2 separate regions of the Mus musculus genome follow, and region 2 is linked to region 1. The links are chromatin contacts, called in public Hi-C maps. All regions are on one chromosome and are shown on one strand. Each heading gives the region's core, a stretch centred on a gene start, on an enhancer-like site or on the middle of the called end of the contact. The rest is flanking DNA. Distances are from core to core; before and after follow the strand shown. Region 1 has its middle 93 kb from the start of Klf5. Region 2 overlaps Klf12 (Kruppel-like factor 12).

What was found. A called contact is a pair of places that touch in the nucleus more often than the background predicts.
Region 2: a contact with region 1 is called in a Hi-C map of epidermal suprabasal cells, with 6 times the contacts expected there. The contact joins two enhancer-like sites. A contact is called at or near these places in 4 of 484 Hi-C or Micro-C datasets (embryonic stem cells, epidermal suprabasal cells, group 2 innate lymphoid cells and 1 more) and 2 of 9 other capture datasets (adipose tissue and embryonic stem cells).

The regions. Positions count from the first base shown.
Region 1 is chr14:99,390,485-99,393,227 of GRCm38.p6, forward strand. No RefSeq gene overlaps it. Among named protein-coding and RNA genes, the nearest start is that of Klf5, 93 kb to the left of the region's middle. Within about 2 kb of position 1,422, at least 14 of the 459 cell types and tissues checked have an H3K27ac peak or open chromatin away from gene starts, as enhancers often do. A contact at or near this core is called in epidermal suprabasal cells, where this site is marked.
Region 2 is chr14:99,892,990-99,895,843 of GRCm38.p6, forward strand. The region is part of intron 6 of Klf12 (Kruppel-like factor 12); the gene reads right to left. Among named protein-coding and RNA genes, the nearest start is that of Gm22970, 120 kb to the left of the region's middle. Within about 2 kb of position 1,297, at least 14 of the 459 cell types and tissues checked have an H3K27ac peak or open chromatin away from gene starts, as enhancers often do. A contact at or near this core is called in epidermal suprabasal cells, where this site is marked.

The DNA.
Region 1 (2,743 bases), core at 172-2,671:
CTCTCCTCTCCTCTCCTCTCCTCTCCTCTCCTCTCCTCTCCTCTCCTCTCCTCTCCTCTCCTCTCCTCTCCTCTCCTCTCCTCTCCTCTCCTCTCCTGTCCTCTCCTCTCCTCTCCTCTCCTCTCCTCTCCTCTCCTCTCCTCTCCTCTCCTCTCCTCTCCTCTCCTCTCCCCTGCCCCCCCTCCCCTCCCCTCCCCTCCCCTTCTTTCTTTTTTCTTTTTTTTTCTCTCTTTCTTAGGCAGGGTGTCCTGTAGCCCAGGCTGGTCTCGAATTCATCAGGTAGACAAGGATGACTTTGAACTCTTGATTCCCTTACCTCCTGAGTGCTGGGGTTACAGACATGGAGCACTACCATGTTTTAGTGAAGATGAGAAAATCAAATCTGGGTTCTTTTTAAGCTAGATATCGAGCTACATCTGTAGTCTAAAACACCGTTGTTTTCGAAGCAGGGTTTCCTGTAGTCCCAGCTGGCCTTAAACTCACTACGGGGCAGAGGCTGCTCTCTATCTCCTGATCCCCCTGCCTTCACCTCCCAGGTGCTGGAATTACAGGCTTGCACTCCCATAGCCATTCTGGAACATTTTATGTATGGAATTTAAAAAATTAAGGCAGGAATTCAGACTTATTGTCTGATTTACATTCTGTCACTAAGAGTGGACTGTGGGCTCCTTGGATGGTAGCCTTCCTTCTTCATCTTTCTGCCCTGTTGTGTAAGTGGTAGAAGCGTTGTTAGCTTATTCAATTCTTACAGAGATCTGCTAGGATGGTTGCAGTGTATTTTGGGATGACACTGAGACACTAAGACGTTGGTGGACATGCTGGTTAATGGCTACCAGCGACTGAGCAGTTGAAGCAGTTGGAAATGTCTCCGTTCTAAATCTGTAGCAAAAGTCACTATGCTAGCAAGAACCGCCTTCCCCGTGTACTGATGAGCCAGGGAAGACCTGGAATATGATCCACAGAAATGGACAGTGGGTGTGCCCTACAACTGACCAGCTGGGTTCCGCAGCCAGTGAGAGAAGAGAAAGTTTCCGTGCCTTTAAGAAACGGAGGAGTTACCTTTGCCAAATTTGCTCCTAAAGGAAGCAGCCTTCAGGGAGAGCCAGGCAGAGAAAGTGCACAGTTAACTGTCTCCAGAGGTGGTTAGTTTTATACCCAGAAGCTTCAGGGTGATTGATGTCTCTCACCCCACCTTTTGTTGGGATTCCTGCTTCAATGTACAAAACAAAACCACAAAGGGAAAGGTCTGGGCTTGCCTCTGTAGAGGGAGCTGCCCTCCCCATGCCACCCCCCCCCCGCACCCTCCCCCTCTTTCTTGGTACTTCGGAGGCACAGGGGTGGAAAGTTTTGCCCACTTTGGCTTCCCTTCCTCTTTCACGTGGGTGTGCATTGTGTGCCCAGCTCTGTCATGAGGAGTGCAGGTCACCATGCCTAATGTTGAGTCTCTACATGGTGAGACATGCTGGTTGTAGGCCTGTCCCAGGAAAACCTGTCCTACTGGATGTGGATATGGAAATTGTTCAAGCAAAGTGGGAGGCCCGGACGGTCTCATTTTCATGCGGACACTTGGGTTGCTTTCCTGGTGGAGAGTTGACCGCATAGAAACCATTTGCATGTGTCTCTCACTTGGAAGCTCTGGAGACCTCAGTCAAGAGCATCGTCTTTATAGACAAAAAAGGCACATCTTTGTCAAAAACCAACCAACCAACCAACCAACCAACCAACCAACCAACCAAACAAACAAACAAAAAAAACACGAGGGGAGAGGGAGGCAGTAGCCAGGTTTCCCAGTACCATCTTGGAGTCACCTACTCCATTGCTCCATTATAGATGACTCCCCAGCCTTTGAGACCAATTTTGTTCAGATTTTCTCCTTTGTTCCTTAGTAGTTCTTTCCCTCTCTTTCCTTCTGTCCCTTGCCCCTTCTTCATCCCACTCCCTAAATTTTTATTTATTTATTTTTGAGACAAGGTCTCATTATGTGGCTCTGGTTGGCCTGGAATTTTCTAGGTAGATGAGGCTAGCCTCAAGCTGGCAGATTCACCTGCTGGGATTAAAGGTGTGTGCCTCAGTCCCTTTTATTCTCTATCAGGATGGTGGTCTGACTTATCCTTGATCCATGGTCTTTGAAGAGCTTACTTATTTAAGCCACGGCACTGGTGTGAGACAAACCTGCTGTAGGAAAAGGTAACTGACTGTCCTCAAGCCCACATCTGCGCCTGCCAATGGAAGGTGTTTTCCCCTGGTGTAATTACACAAGGCTTAATGATGGGTAAACGTCAATGTTAAGAGATTTAATTTGGCTAAACATTATACAGCATGTCTACTTAATTGGAGGGGTTTATCTGATCTCCCTGTTTTCTCTTTCTTTTCCTTGTGCTACGAAATTTCCAAGAACAGGTAGCTGTGTTCTCATCTGCTGATTTCCTTGTTCTGGGCCCATAGAACATTGTGAGGCCAGCATTCTTGTGATACTTTGGTAACTTCCACTTCAGGGGAAACGAAGAGGAACCAGATGCATGCAAATATAAAACCAAACCAGACATTCACAGGGCTGACTTCACACCTGCCCTCTCCCTGCAAAGAACCTTCTAGCTCTTAGTTTGTTCTTTCCCAGCACTTAGCAGAGGGCTCATTACAGCTCTTTGTTTTTGAGAGCTTCTACCCAGAGGACAGTCTAATGTGTCTCTTTCCCCCTTGGACCTCTCAGGCCTGTGGGAATCCATTTTTGATTTTTGAAATG
Region 2 (2,854 bases), core at 47-2,546, 500 kb after region 1:
CATCCCATGGATATGGCCTTTCAAACGGGAAACTGAAATATTTTAGTAAGAATGTAAACAACTGTTTATTTACTATGACAGTGACATAGTATGCTTACTAAATGGCAGTTAGCTTCACTTCCAAACAACTACCGCTCATACATATCAAATCCATTAGAGTCCCAAGTAAAGTTATTTAATTGTAGCCATAAGTTTACAATGACATAGCTCTATAGCTGGATCCACTTCAGCCAAGGACTGCCGAAGGCCTAGGATGTGTTATCACTGTATCTATCTGCTTCGGTTATAAAACTGATGTCCTGAGTCACACATTTTTAATGAGACTTACAACATCTGGGGATAAAGCTAAAAATGAAAATCCGTGAGATTGCCACACCTTTGGTAGCTGCTCCAAGCTTATCAGTTACAGGACAAAGAGAGATGCAGACTTTAGTTTCATCACTTCACATTTCATATTTCATTTTTTAAAATTTCTCAGCACACTTTGTTGTAGTGTGAGTGTGACTGACACCCAGCCTCACCAACAAACAACCATCCAGAAAAATCCCACTACCACCAACAAAAAAGCCAAGACAAGACAAAACAAAAACAAAAACTAACCAACCAAACAAATACCCAAATTCATGTTGAAATTTAATCCCTACCATGAGGCATTTAAGGAGTAGTAAATAAGTCTCTCAAACATTCCTGTCTCCTGTCCTGTGACAGCCACCACGGGACTCCAATATCAAGAAGGCCACCATCTAATGCAGTCCTTCAACCTTGAACCAGACCCAGAAATCAGGATCAAGCTTAATTCTTTAGATCTTGCCTAGTCTGTGATACTGTAACATCAGCAGCAGAAGCAGACTAAGACAACCATGCAGCTCACAGACTACATGAACTCTGGCCAGGACTTACAAGCTACTTACCATGAGGATTCTACCCTGAAAAGAGTCAGTTTTTAGATGGTATCTCAGCACCATCACTAGGCTGTGTGCTTTGTCTTATAGTTAATAGAGATAGGAGGGAGATCCTAAAAGGGGAGTTCAAGGAACCATGAGCAATGACGCAAATATCAGAAGTAGCACTGTATGTATCTGAAGGTGGACCCAAAGGCCACCGCGATGGACAGCTGTCCGAGAATCTCCCCAAGCCACTTTAGAATCTTATTCAGGGAAAAAAAAAAAAAGAAATCGAGATGTCAGTTTAGAAGAAAGAAATACATGAATAGCAATAAGAAGCGATGAGTCAGGGGAAAAGTGAGACCGTGGAATCTGGAGCCACTTAGCATCACCGCGTGGGAGGGAGCGTAGGTGTAAGTGGGGCTTAAGTGCATCACACGTGTAATTTATAAATAACAGTGATCCGGTTACAGCACATGCCCCTTTCATCCGAGGAGGCGTTGCTAATTAGTGTACAGTTTCCTTTACTTTTAAATGTAAATAAGGACAGATTTCAGACACGGTCTAATCATCCCTGGTTCATATTTTCAAGCCTCCATAAGTAACCTTTCGATGTCTAATATTCTGATATGAGTTATTTTTATGAAGGCAGATACATGAGAAATGTATCTATCTCAAGTTCAGTTTATAGAACTTGATATAAATTCTATCAAATAAATAAATATAAATATAAATTTTAATGAACATTAAACAAAACTGCCCTATTAATGACTCTCCCCCACCCCCGCCCCAGATTTGTGGCAGAGGCATAATATCAATTTGTAATATGAAATATTTCCAATATTTATTGAAAAAGAAAAGACATGTTGGGATTATTTTTAGAAACTTGGCTTGAAATTTAACTCCGTTTTCCATTCATTACTAAGTTGAAATGCTCTGTGGAACATTTCATTCTGATTGCCACGTTTCACTTTAGTGTGTCCCACACAGCAGGAGAGCCATCATATTTCCCACCTAGACTAGCTGCAACAGCCGAGTCTAGTGCTCCATCTAGTGGCTGTACGCATTACTGACACCTGAGAGCTAAAACAGCATTGAAATTACTTTGTGGTTATCAACCTTCCTAATGCAGCGGCCCTTCAAGACAGTGCCTCAGGTGGTGGTGATACCCAACCATAAAATTATCTTCGTTGCTACTTCATAACTGTAATTTTGCTAATGTTATGAATCATATTGTAGGCATCTGTGTTTTTTAATGATCCTAGTTGACCCCCATGAAAAGGTACTCCGAGCCCCAAAGGTTGAGAACCCCTGCTTAAGACAATAGTGAACAACCTAAATGATGCCATATTTTCTTTTAGAATGTACACTTAATATACCTGTACTATCTTTAAATGAAGGAAATGAAAAGTAGATATTCACTGTACAAGTAAGACTCCATTAACTTAAAGCTTCTACAATTTCATTTAAATACACTGCATACCTTATTGTGTGGAAGAAATATACAATGTAGACGAGAGGGTAGGAACAGTGGGCCTGCTGGCAACATTGTGATGACTCCTGAGCTACATTTTCTCCTTTGTAATGTTCCTTTAACAATGTAGCCTCGGCAGGGGTTGCCATCATGACACTATTTCAAAATAATTGCTCACATATTCCTGCCACTACCTGAGCGGCACAGTAACAAAACAGAGTTGATTATTTTAAAATTGAAATTATTTAAATGTGCACTCCCAAACTCTTCTTTAATTGTGTATGCATTGCTAACATGTAGAAGAGTTCCCTTTCCTGTATCCCTAGAAATGTTTACAAGGTTGCGTCCTAAGGAAATACACGAGTGGTCAGACACTACTAAAGTGCAGAACTGTAAAACATTAACACGATAATTACTGTGTCCTTCTTAAGGAAAGTTTCTCACTGCAGCCCGCTCCCTTCCCATAGCGTGCGCGGATTTCGTAACTCATCAGTTA